Linked DNA regions of Drosophila melanogaster: region 1 is linked to region 2. A link is a contact called in public targeted proximity ligation data. All regions are on one chromosome and are shown on one strand. The core of a region is the stretch at or near the end of the contact, and the rest is flanking DNA. Distances in the headings are between cores, read along the strand shown.

Evidence for each region.
Region 1: a contact with region 2 is called in a targeted proximity ligation map of the Kc167 cell line, with 5 times the contacts expected there. A contact is called at or near these places in 33 of 107 Hi-C or Micro-C datasets (the Clone 8 cell line, the Kc167 cell line, the ML-DmBG3-c2 cell line and 15 more) and 3 of 7 datasets of targeted methods (the Kc167 cell line and the S2 cell line).

The regions. Positions count from the first base shown.
Region 1 is chr3R:11,405,969-11,412,596 of dm6, reverse strand. It overlaps mRpL40 (mitochondrial ribosomal protein L40), which reads right to left and starts at 4,679. Exons shown (of 3, transcript NM_079594.5): 1 at 4,581-4,679; 2 at 4,271-4,516; 3 at 3,841-4,211. The coding sequence starts at 4,606. The coding sequence ends at 3,893. It overlaps pros (prospero), which reads right to left. Exons shown (of 7, transcript NM_001260116.2): 7 at 4,970-6,628. It overlaps mgr (merry-go-round), which reads left to right and starts at 2,722. Exons shown (of 3, transcript NM_141810.4): 1 at 2,722-2,915; 2 at 2,993-3,387; 3 at 3,449-3,805. The coding sequence starts at 2,829. The coding sequence ends at 3,551. It overlaps Irbp (Inverted repeat-binding protein), which reads right to left and starts at 2,550. Exons shown (of 2, transcript NM_080512.5): 1 at 1,787-2,550; 2 at 157-1,541. The coding sequence starts at 2,459. The coding sequence ends at 319. It also overlaps Ipo9 and snoRNA:Irbp-a.
Region 2 is chr3R:11,239,417-11,245,690 of dm6, reverse strand. CG5214 reads right to left here and starts at 1,389. Exons shown (of 7, transcript NM_141807.2): 1 at 1,175-1,389; 2 at 801-904; 3 at 645-746; 4 at 31-570. The coding sequence starts at 1,249. It overlaps CG17734, which reads left to right and starts at 1,692. Exons shown (of 2, transcript NM_169383.3): 1 at 1,692-1,909; 2 at 2,678-3,483. The coding sequence starts at 1,816. The coding sequence ends at 2,871. CG31388 reads right to left here. Exons shown (of 6, transcript NM_141803.3): 4 at 6,258-6,274; 5 at 6,064-6,180; 6 at 5,577-5,795. The coding sequence ends at 5,654. scpr-B (SCP-containing protein B) reads left to right here and starts at 4,700. Exons shown (of 2, transcript NM_141804.2): 1 at 4,700-4,825; 2 at 4,879-5,650. The coding sequence starts at 4,712. The coding sequence ends at 5,553. It also overlaps scpr-A.

The DNA.
Region 1 (6,628 bases), core at 3,430-5,929, 160 kb before region 2:
CAAGACTGCTTCGTGCGAAACTAGTGATGACAAACTTACGATTGGATAGTAATCGATTTTTAAAAAGGATTCTTGACTACTATGTTAAGCCTGCTCAGTACAATTTTTACGTTTTTTTCTTTTCTGTTATTGTGTAATGGAATATACATTTTTTTTAAAACAACATTTTAATAATTTATTTTACAAGTAATTATGTGTTGGTATGTATTTAATTAACAATTCGGACAACAAAACATTATTTTCTAATCCTAAGTTTACCAATGGTTAATACAAGCTAGATTGGTACAGATTTATCACTCAAAGTATGGAATATTTTAATTACTTATGTAGTTCCTCGATTTTGGCGACCAGTTTTGCCTTCTTTGACGACTTGGGCATTGTAACATCGAAGTGATGCTGCAGAATAAAATGCAACTGGGCGGCCGTGCAACTCGTCAGAGCCTCATCCTTGTTCAGGCTCTTTACGAATTCGAATTCCTTGAGTTGATCATCATCGATCTTGGCCATTTTGGGACCGCTCGCTCCCGCTGTGGTGGACTTGGCTGCTCGCTTCTTATGGGGTTCTGCTTCCGGAGCGAACATTTCATAGTCCGGCAGCAGCTTTTCTATGCGCTTGTCCTGTTGCGAAGTGTCCAGCAGATTATCGAGTCCTTTAGTATCTGTCGAAAAGTCCAGGGAGAGGGCCAGAAGATTCGCCTGCAGGGCGTCCAGACTTGGATCGTTGATGAGATTCGGCTGATAGTCAACGCGCAGCTTCTTGATGATCTTTTGGAAAAACTCGACTTTCTGTTCGTCAGCAGTGTTTTCCGTATTGTTCCAGTCCTGCAAGTCTAGGTGGCGGATGTGCTTGGCCTCCGGCAAGTAGACAATCTTGAATCCGTCACCGCAGAGCAGAGAGCGATAGTTCTTATCTTCCCCATTATCTGGGGCCTCTACTGGCACAAGTGCCACATAGCGAGGTATCGACTTGCGCTTGCACATGAACAGGCAAATGGCAATCTTGTCGCGCACCAAGCATCGTTCCCACAATGCGCGGAACAAGCGCTTCGATCCGATGATGCTCTGATCATCGGGGTACATGAAATTCGCTGGCTTGATGTAGCTAACTTCGGGAAGAGAGGATCGATGCTTGAAGCCCAGCAGCATCATTTGCGGCTTGTGCAGATTGCGCACCCTGTTCAACTGATCCATGCTGATGCGCAGATCCCTTTCGCCCACGTTGCAAGTGTACCAACCGCCCGTCACCTTAATCTGATACTCGTGCTCGATATCCTGCGAGCCATCGTCCTTTTGTTTTTGCACCGTAATCACTCGCTTAGTACGCACCACACTGTTGTCCCTGCGCAGGATTTGCACTTTGCGCGGATAGGCGCGTCGCTGAAAGTAATTGTAGTACTGTACGGACATGGATAGGTTGGGGCCCAGATAAAAACTGAAGTGGCCCAGGCATCGGCGAAGGAAATCCTGCTTCAACTTACGATCGGACAGGATTTCGCGCAGCATCTGGGCATCTGGCACCTGGAAGGCGTCCAGTTCGATAGCTGCAAAAAAGGTCCTCATTAAACATCATCTAGTGTACGGATTGCTATATATTTATTTTATTATTCTTGTAAGCCAATCCAAAACCACGAACCAATTGAGCTTCACTTGGATGCGGGTGAATGATTGCTTATATTTGATCTACGAAGTCTTAAAACCTTTCAGGCGAAAATTGAACGCCAAACAGGGGAACAGACTTCGCACATTAAAACCCATAAGAAATGAATAGCAGACTTAAAGGACTTACCTCTTGACAACGTGATGAACTCCTTGTAAAACGGCTCGTAGTCAAAGTCATCGACCATGGGAATGACATGAAACTCGAACTCCTTGCCCTCCAGATCGCTGGCCTTTTGCAGGGCAGCCTGGAAGTGATTGCTGTTCGATGGATGAGGTTCCCTGACGTCCGTGACATAGGCGATCTTGGCGTTGTTTAGCTTCTTGCCGCACTTTTCCAGCATCTCGATGCAGAGCCGGATCATAAGGTCAAACCTGCCGCGACCATCGGGTTCCGCCAGGCCATACACATCGGCGAACTGCGTCTCCACCCCGCCCATGAATTCCAGATAGTGCTCCACAATGGGTTTGGTTAGTTGGCGAAGGGGCAAGAACACTGCGCAGTTATCCGGCATTACGATGTTGTCCAATGCACTGGCTTCCAGCGGCGGCGGACTGTGCTTGGTGTTGGCGAAGATGAGTCCGATGAGGTCCTTGTCGTTAACCAGAAGTCCGGATATAAAGGCCGTCCGGATGATGTTCAGTGCCTCCAACAGGCGCTCCACGCCGGCTGTCTGAAGATTGGCGTCTACCACGAACAGAATGGCCTCGCGCCCATGGTAGTCCCGCTTCATGGACACATCCTCCTCGTCCTCGGACCCAGACAGCAGGTCCACATCGTTCTCCGGATTCCAGGTGCTCATTATGCGGCTTCTTTAGATTGCTAAAAATCTGACTTTCCGCTAATTTCACAAGAAGGCGGGCGCGCTTATCGTCGCTGTTGTTATCGATTGAGCTAGGGATGAGAGTCACGAAGAGAATTGATATATATTTAAATTTATTTAGACATTATTTAATGTTTTTAACATATTATATTATCCCAACGTTTATTTATATAATTATTTTAATATAAGTTAGTTTTACATTTTTATACGAAGTTGACCACCACCTTTCGATGACAGCCATTCAATCGATTGTTCCATCGCAATTTTGACTCATCGACTTTTACAGCGGCAGGCTGACCTCCTGAAAATTAAATTGCATTTGTAGACGGCACGGCTGAAGGCAACAGGATGACAGGAATAATGGACTCGGTGGAAATGCCCAAATTACCGGAAAACCAGAAGACCTTCGCCGGCATCCCGGAGGCAGTGTTCCTGGTGAGTGGTCCTAACCTACAAGCGTGCACCTGCAGCTGGACACTGCAGGCTAATTCGTGGTTCTTGGGCCCTTGCAGGAGGAGATCGACACCTTCATGTCGCAGCCGGAGAACGAAAATTGCGAAAAGGTGCTGCAGCGACTGGACGAGCAGCACGGCAAGTATCGATTCATGGCCTGCAATCTGGAGGCGCGGCGGCGCAAGTTGAAGTCTCAAATTCCGGACCTGGAGCGCTCCCTGGAAATGGTCAATGTGCTTCGCAAGGAGGACGAGGAGCGCGAGACGCAATTCCTGCTCAGCGACCAGGTGTTCATCAAGACACTGGTGCCGCCCACGAAAACAGTATACCTCTGGCTGGGGGCCAGCGTGATGCTGGAGTATCCGCTAGACGAGGCGGAGGCTCTGCTGAACCAGAACATCACATCGGCCGTGGGCAACCTAAAGTCCGTGGAGCACGATCAGGATTTTCTGAGGTCAGTTCGAGTGCTGTTATTCAAGTTACTTGTTTTATTGTATTATAAATGTATATTTTAGGGATCAAATCACAACTACGGAGGTGAACATGGCGCGGGTCTACAACTGGGGCGTGAAAAAGCGGCAGGCCGCTACCAAGACCACCGCCACTACCCCATCCTAAGGAGACCCACCCAAATCCCATCCCAAGATCAACATCGGTAGCAGCCACTCGCATCTTATTTATTTCGACAGTACACCGCAAGGGCTCGGCAGGCGATTCCACCTGGCTTATTCTTGTTCTCCACTGATAGCAATAAAACCGCCACACAAACGCATCAAGCTGACTCCAAACGAGATGCCTATTCCGGAGGAATGTAATATTTTAATTTGGCTACGGGCATTTAACTGCATGTAAACCGAATAAACGGCGAACGCAATTCATTGAGAGTAAAGCCGAATTCACAAATCATAGGATTAGGGTTCAGTTTATTTCAAATCTTTAACATCCGGAACTTACACGCCTCATTTGACCTCCCACTTCATGGATTGGTGCAGGTAGTCGCCATCGGGACTGACGTAATCCTTAATGGGGGGCGTGGCAACGGGTCCTTTGACGGCGACGGGCAGCAGCTGGGGATCGATATCGATGGCCGCCTGGTAGAGCTCCTCGGACTCGCGCCGAAGTTCCGCCAGCGCCTTGTTTTGCGCCTGGACCAGCCGGTCGATGATCTGAAAGTCTGCTACGCGCTCGTCGTGCTTGTAGTGCGCCCACTGCTTCTTGAGGAGAGCACGTTCCTCCAACTGGTCGATGGTCAGTGGAGCTAGCTTCCGCTGCCGTTTGCTGAACGATAGGATAGCATTACATCTCAGCATATGAGGGAAACCCGTATGAGAACCTACTCCTTTTCGTCGATGAGCTCCAGTGGAACCTCCAGTTCATCCACGGGCTTCAGCTGACGGGCATTCTTCTCCAGCCGGCGAATCTGCTTTTCGATCTTCTTCTTCTTGCGATCCTCGCGCTGCTTGACAATCTGCGGATCCAGTTTCTTCTTTTTCTTCAGGGGCTCCGCACAAAGAACTGGTGTCGTGTGGAGGCAACGTGCAAAGGCGGCACCGGCGACGCCGCCACTTCTCTGCAGACTCAATCTGAGACAGAAGGCAGGTGGGGAGTGAGTGATTGTGTGACCAGGGACCAGGTGCATTCACTTACCTGGCAAAGGCGCCCAGCAGCGACATTTTTAATAAACAAATGTGGAAAAAACCTTTGCGTAATGTACGAACAGCTGTTTTTGTTGCTGTTCAATGTCCTAGCGATGGACCTATCTCGATTGACCAGTCTAATTGGAAAATCGATAAGTCCAATGTAAAATGTAGAAAACAGGACGGCAAATATGGAAATACTGAAAAAATACCGCCGAATATCTGAGTACGTTATTTTCAAAATATCCATACAAATTACGCATACGACATGTTGCACAACGAAATCTTTCTCAGATTTTCTACTTTTCAACATTTTAGGCCTGCTATTCATATTCCCATATTGTTTCAGTACTTACCACTCACTTTGCCAAGATAAAACAATGCATTTACTATTTTTATACGATTTTAAAACTTTATTTTTAAAGATGAAAATAAACAATATAGTTTTATTGTGTGTTTTTTTGTATTTTTTTCTTAGTAAATTTTACATAATTTTTCAATAAAATAAGTTTTGTTTTTTTTCGATTAAAAATGTCATATTGTAGTTTAGTGTTTTCCTCTTGTTTTACAATTTCCATTCCATTACACATTTTTAGTACGATGTCTATCGATTTTGTCGCTTGCATAAATATAAATTTGTATGTTATTATATTCGCTTATATCCGAAATACTGAATTTACCTCATACATATTTTCATTCATTTTTGTGTGGTGATGGTGTCGTGTGGTGTGGTGTCGATTGCTTTTGCTTTGCGCTAAATGCATTCTCTAAATGTAAATCCAAATTTCGATTTTCCGTTTTTCGGGACTTTTAATCATTTAATTGCAATTTTTCGTTTGCGCTAAATGTACAATTTTGATCGATTTATCCGATTTAGCGGGAACAAAACTGGTCCAAAAGTCTAAGTTTATTTTCAATTTGTTGGCCTGAAATGCGTTTCCGAAGTTTCCAAAAGTGTAAACCAAACCAAAGTTTATAAAACGGAACCGAAATCGAAACCGAAACCAAAACGTGGCTTATACATATATCGCTATGGTTCATTCGAAATGAGTTAGTTAATCATATAAAGTTAGTATATCGTACTATCGTAAGTGTATACGCGACATAGTCGATTGTGAAATTTTCTCGTTTCCCAACTTTGTATGTTTCCACCGCGTATTACATTCATATATGTTTGCTTTGCTTGATTTTATTTTTCCATTACTTTTGGTTTTCTTTTCATTACTTTGCTTTCTTTTCGTATTGTGGTAAATAGTAATGTGTGAGTTTTTTTGTGGGGCAAGGGGATACAGGGGATTGGGTGTTGGTAAATCGGGAAATTGGAAAATTGGGATACGTTTCCTATTGTTAGTACATATTCTTATAAATTTAAACTGTGTGTGTGAAGTGACTTGATTCAATCGTTTTACTTGGCCTTCAGCTTCTGCGGAAGAGAAGGTCCTGCGGTAGTATGTCAAGTTGGAATTTCGAAAATGTCAACGTCTTGTGCTGGCCTTCAATTTCGCTTACTTCGCACTAATCAAATTTGAAATCAATGTGTGTTTAAATCTCAACTTAGTATAAATTAGGGTAAATCGTATATGCGTACGCGGGGTTTTTTTTCCCATTTATTACTCATATAGCTCCGGATTTTCGAGGATTACTAGAGTTTGGCATTTATCCCCGCATTTTTGCATTTTCCGGAGCTCTTCTTCCACCACTTAGCTTACAATTACATTATAAAAGTTATCTCTAAAGTTGTTTGTACTATTGCTTGGAAATCATTCCGGTCTATTGTTGTCTTTTAACTGAAAGTTTTCATTTTTCTATATTTCACAATTTTCAAATGTTCGCATGTTGTTTTTGCTTGCTTAATTGAACATAAATCAATTTCTTGGCTCGATTTGGTTTCACTTGGCCCTTGGGGGGGCCAATACATTTTTGATCGTTTGCATCCATCAACCGAAACGATGCATTCTCCCGCCCCCCCGCTCATTGAATTTCGGAGCAGAGTGGGCGGGGCTGTGTTCCTCAAGTCGATCTTTTGTCAATCCTAAAGGTTGGCCGAAACGGTTTAAT
Region 2 (6,274 bases), core at 140-2,639:
TTTCGTCACTCAGTTCGTTCAAGCACTCACCTCATATCAACCTCGTTGAAAGTGGTGAGCATGGCACATGTGTTCTGGGCATCCTTCAAGCGGGCGGCAATCTTTAGACGCATGCGGTTCATCTTGACACGCTGCTCGGACCTAGTGCCTAGGATCTGCCGCGATCCGTCCGCTGGTGGCACCTTCACCTGGGCGACGGCCGGTTTGAGTGCAGCCACTGGAGCAGGTGGCGGTGGTCGAGGGGCTGCCTTTGGTGGTGGCGGTGGTGGTGGCTTTGGTGCGCCGGCCGCAGGTGGTGGAGGTGCCGGCTTGGGTGCAGCAGCTGGAGCTGGTGCTGCTTTTGGGGCAGCAGGCGCAGGAGCAGCCGCTGGAGCAGCTGCCTTGGCGGGCGCTGCACCGGGCTTGATCTTGAACAGAGCCTGGCCGGGCTTGACGGTGTCGCCATCCTTCACCAGAATGTCGGTTAGAGTTCCGGAGAAGGGAGCTGGCACAGCCACCGTCGTCTTGTCGGTCTCGATTTCCATGACAGCCTCGTCAGCGGCGAATGAGTCACCCACCTTGCAAGTAAACCTGTTGCAGGAATTGATCGTTAATAGATGAGCATGAACCTGTTGCTTGAAACCAGCCCTGTGCCGTGGTCTTACTTGATGTCACCCTCGGCAATGGAGTCCGCAAAGGGTGGCACATTGACGGTCTGCTCCGACCACAAGCTCGACGTGGTGTGGATTCCCTGCCAGGTGAGAAGCCTAGGAATAAACAACTCTGGATGAAGGGACTCTTGTGGATAGTGAAGGACTTACCTGGTGGCCTCCTGGCAGCGATTCGAGCCATCCTGGCGAAGCAGTTGCTGCTGCTGGGCGGCGCAGGCAACTAACCGAGAATATTGGCGGATGCAGCGCTTTACCTGGCGGAAAGAAGCAAATATTAGTGATTGCACAACCAGGAGGCAACGTCGGCTGACGGGTCACGTGCAGCGGGCGTCCCAAACAAAAGTTTTTCCCATTTTTCAGCGGCGCACGCACACACACCCATACAATTACATAATCGGCGAGCGCCAGGCGGGCAGTGAATATGGGATAAAAATTGATATGTACATATATATCGCCGGAGCATATATCACACACCTGACGGGCCCCCTCCACCCGGCAATCCCCAGCCCGTCCACAATTTTTACCTCATTACTCCGCAGGGCTCGCATTCCCAAAGTTTGGGGCAGCCGTCTCGTTACGATCGAAATTATTCCCGTCATTGCTGCGACTCTGGTCCGCGAAATTCTGTTCGACGGTTGTTCTACTTTCAATTTATGTCAAAGCACTCGAATTTAAAACAGAGTTAGCGGCCAAGGCAAAGCAACGTCGATTTCTGCAGTCCGCCCCTTTCCCTTTAAAAAAATACCAATTTCTTATGTCATGACAGAAACGGCAAAAGCGTCACCTGGCGGAAAAGCGCGCAAAGCTTGCAAACAGCTGATAGCGGCTTTCGGTATTTTTATCTTGAAGTGCGGCCAGAACAGCAGCCAAACTATCGATGCCCTTGATAAGTTTTAATTGTGTATAATCAAAATAAATGCAATCTAATGTTTAGCAATAACCTGAGTAGTTAAGTGGTCTTAATATTTTTACAGATTAGCAGAACTTTAGAACTTTATAGACTATTTAAATATAGCTTACTCTGGGAAACCTTTCTGTGAGCGATAAGTTTTTGCTCTGGTCACACATTGCTCGAACTGCTGTCCATTGCAGAAAGTTTCGCGAACGTTGCCAAGCGATTAAACCGATCCGAACCGCCCGCGTACATAATATAATATTCGTGAAAATGAGTTCCAAGTCCCTTTTCGACAGCGAGGAGGATGCCGCTCAGGCCAACAAATTATCCAGGAAAGCAAAGGAATCGCCCTTCATGCTTGTGGGTGAGTTTTGCCAATTTCCGGACAGCGAAAGTTTTGCCGCCGTGACGTCACATGGAAACTTTTGGCTCAGCAGCCAGCTAGATACGCACATATCTACACACATTTACGAATGTACATTGCGTGTGCGGCGGGGAAGTCGGCTAATCTTGACCTTGGCCATGAGTTTAACGTCAATTTGGGGTCACTTTTTGATGTCACTGTGTGACATAACGGTGAATGCAGTATGATCCGTAACTCGTTCTGGAGAGCGAATGATGTAACAGGAGTATTTCGAAATTCACGCAAATCGCAAGGCAAATGAGATTATCACATCCGTGACGTCACGTAGCCATCTGATCTTTGCGCGTGTTCGAATGTTCAGCTCTCTTGTCTGCGTATGCGACAATTAACAGCTGACGCTGACAAGTGCTGACTATTTGAGAGATTTCATCGTTTTAGCTATTAAAAAGATTACAGTAAAATGCGCCGCTTTAAAAATTTTCGAATAGTTTCCGAAGATATGGATATTGCTTGAAATAAACAGTTTCCTAAAGAGCTTTATATTTTAGTTAGAATATAAAATGTTACATTATGTGATTCTATAATATTATCTAAATTCTAGCTTCATTTTTGGCAGCACTAGATTCACATAATTAGTATTTACTTGTATGATTTTATTTGCGCAACGTCTGGCTTTTATCAGCTGTTTCGCGCAGTCAGCTAGCAACAACAAGCAATCCGCCGCATGGACAATAGAAACTAATCGGTGATTCGCACCTTCACTCACAGGTATTACCGGATTCGTGGCCGCCGGATTGATTGGAGCGTACAAGTACCGGAACCGCGGAACGATGAGCACCAGCGTCTTCCTGATGCAGCTGCGAGTCGCCGCCCAGGGAACCGTCGTCGGATGTCTGACCCTCGGACTGGCCTACAGCATGGCCAAGGAGTACCTGTTCGACAAGGCGCCCAAGGAAAAGTAATGGACAGTTCCTACTTAGTTAATACTAGCTGTAGCTTAAGTTGTTTTAACCGCGTACAGAAAGAATCCTGAATCCCAATCCCAATTGAATCCCCAATACAATTGTTTCATATTTATGTCTATTTCCAAATGCTTTCGGTTTCCACATGTCTATTAACATTCACTGAAACGCATATTCCCATATTCATGACTGTCTATTTAGTTTTCATACGTTTTGATTTATTTATTTCCCCTATTTGATTTACTCTTAATTTTAGCACAAAGTCATTGACTAACTAAAGACCATCTGATTGCTCGGCGTCCCTCTCTAAAAATCACAAGATGACATCGGCTAGATCACTTACACATAAGCAATCAGACCCTCTATTTATTGCATCATCATGGTTCATACCGATCCACTTGGATAGAATCACTGGAGGGCAGGACTCTCGCAAGTATTCCCGAGCGTTCAAGCCCACAACATTAGATACAGTTTTGTAAACCTGCGTAAGATTGTGATATTGTGTGTTTTAATGTACAAGTTGAACATCCAAACGAAAGCTGTCGAAGCAGACGACAAGATGATAAATACCTCTCGCATGATATGATATACTTAAATAAATCAATTTAGACTAAAAGAAACCACCCATACGTTTTTTTTACTATCCGGGCCAACATTTTTAAACCCATCCTAAAACTATAAAATCAACGGCCGAGATTTCAAATGATAAGCTCTTTTAGCTTTTATTTGCCAACTTAATTATGGACTAAGAATCGAAAAAGCATTTACATCGTCTGTGTGTTCTCGATGACCTTCTCGTTGTCGTAGATCTCCTTGGCGTAGCACAGATTGGGGTAATCGTAGGCAGCTCCATATCGGTTCTTGCAGCCGGTGGTTGCCTTCTCTCCCGGAGTGTAGACAGGCTGACCCACAATGTTCGATGTGGCGAAGTTGCAGGTGAGTACGAAGTGGTTGTAAAAGTCCCGGGAGAAGCGCACCGCGGCACATCCCACATGTGTGTTCTTCTCGGCCACCGCGATGGTGAACTTGGTCACCGCTTTGTTGGGAAGCTCCTCCGGGAAGCTGGCGAGGATCTCGGGAGATGCATTCGAGCGCTCAGCAAACCAGTTCTCGATCTCCTCCTTTATTATTTCCGCATCGGTGTACTCCGTCTCGGCTCCGCTGTACTGGAACAAGGCGTTGTTCTGGCCGGCGTAGGCGAATCTCTCGGTGCTGCGGCACTTATCCGGCAGGGACTCACAGGTCTTTACGTTCAGCAAGGCCAGATGGGAGAGCTCCTCGCACCAGGACATCTTGGCCATGCGAACAGCCTTGGGTAGTCCTTCTATTTTGCCTCCAGCCACATTGTTGCGCAGCTCGTTGAAGAGATTGAGGATGAGTTTGTGATGCGGCTCGATCTTCACCTCACGCACGTCCTTGGGACAATTTTCACTGAAGTTCTGGATGGGGATTTAGGACATTACCAATACGAACTCCTGTGAATTTGGTTTACATAAGAACTTACTCCCTTGTTGTTACAGGCCACATGCTTGTCCAGACAGGTGGGGAGAGCACAATAGTCGACGGCAGAGGAAATGGCAACCACAGCTAGGAGAATCAATTGGAGAACCTTGGTGAACGCCATGATGCTAGTTCTTGGCTACTGGATTGGACAGCAGATGGGTCTGCTTTTATATGGCATTCGAACTGAGCTCAGCCACTTGTTCCTGGCCAGACATTCTTGGAAACTCAGCTGCGAAAATACTGGAAAACATGTTGCAACTGCGGTTCGATTGCCACAGCTATCCTATAAATAGGGTACTTTGGGTAGCTAAGCCTCAGTCCAAAACCAACGCTGAAGATGGCCATTAAGTGTCTGATTTTGCTTACTTCCCTGCTGGGAATAAGCCTTGCAGCGGACTATTGTGCTCTGCCCACGTGCCTGGACAAGCACATAGCCTGCAACAACAAGGGAGTAAGTAGTGATAGCTGGCCAAAACCTGCTGGTGCTCACCCATTCTCGCCCAGAATTTCAGTGAAAATTGTCCCAAGGACGTGCGTGAGGTGAAGATCGAGCCGCATCACAAACTCATCCTCAATCTCTTCAACGAGCTGCGCAACAACGTGGCTGGAGGCAAAATAGAAGGACTACCCAAGGCTGTTCGCATGGCCAAGATGTCCTGGTGCGAGGAGCTCTCCCATCTGGCCTTGCTGAACGTAAAGACCTGTGAGTCCCTGCCAGATAAATGTCGCAGCACCGAGAGATTCGCCTACGCCGGCCAGAACAACGCCTTGTTCCAGTACAGCGGAGCCGAGACAGAGTACACCGATGCGGAAATAATAAAGGAGCAGATCGAGAACTGGTTTGCTGAGCGCTCGAATGCATCTCCCGAGATCCTCGCCAGCTTCCCGGAGGAGCTTCCCAACAAGGCGGTGACCAAGTTCACCATCGCGGTGGCCGAGAAGAACACCCATGTGGGATGTGCGGCCGTGCGCTTCTCCCGGGACTTTTACAACCACTTCGTACTCACCTGCAACTTCGCCACATCGAACATTGTGGGTCAGCCTGTCTACACTCCGGGAGAGAAGGCAACCACCGGCTGCAAGAACCGATATGGAGCTGCCTACGACTACCCCAATCTGTGCTACGCCAAGGAGATCTACGACAACGAGAAGGTCATCGAGAACACACAGACGATGTAGGTGATAGTAGATGCTGGGATCTTAAACATGAACGCGGAACGGAAGCTTTATTAATATCAATTCGGTATATATAATTAACATGCAACTGGCAATAATGAATTCAATTCGTTGAACAATTTCTTCCACGGGAATTGGGGGATGCAGCAGCTTTAGCACGCGCCTCCAGAGTTTTGTGGGCATTGGACTTCAGATGGGATCTGTAGTGTTTGGCTGTCTTGAAGCTTATGCGGCAGATTTCGCAGCTGGAAGAGATTGGGGGTGAAAAAAATGTTTTACTCATTAGCATGAGGCTTCAAAAAAGTAATTTGATTACATTGAACTGCAGCATATCATATTCAACAGAGTACTGCTGATATTTTATAGGAATATATAGGCACACAATCGTTTTTTGCATATAAAACAAAAAATACGTTTGACATGCAAGATAGATTCGTTATTTAGTTGCGAATAATGGAAATCCTTCTAATTTGCATTCTCTGCAAATACTTAAGAACTGGGAGGAAGTCGTACCCGTGATCGCGAGTCAAGTTGTGATACTTTTGATGTGTCCTGCACTCGCTGGGTGTTACATACGACTTGGGGCAGTACTCGCACTGGTAGATACGCTTGCTGGCGTCCATGTGAACCCTGCGGAATATATTGGAAGGGTCACGTAAGTGGGGATGGTGGGCTAAGTGACGGTGGAGATTCGTCTGAAATTCTACCTTTCATGCATGCTGCG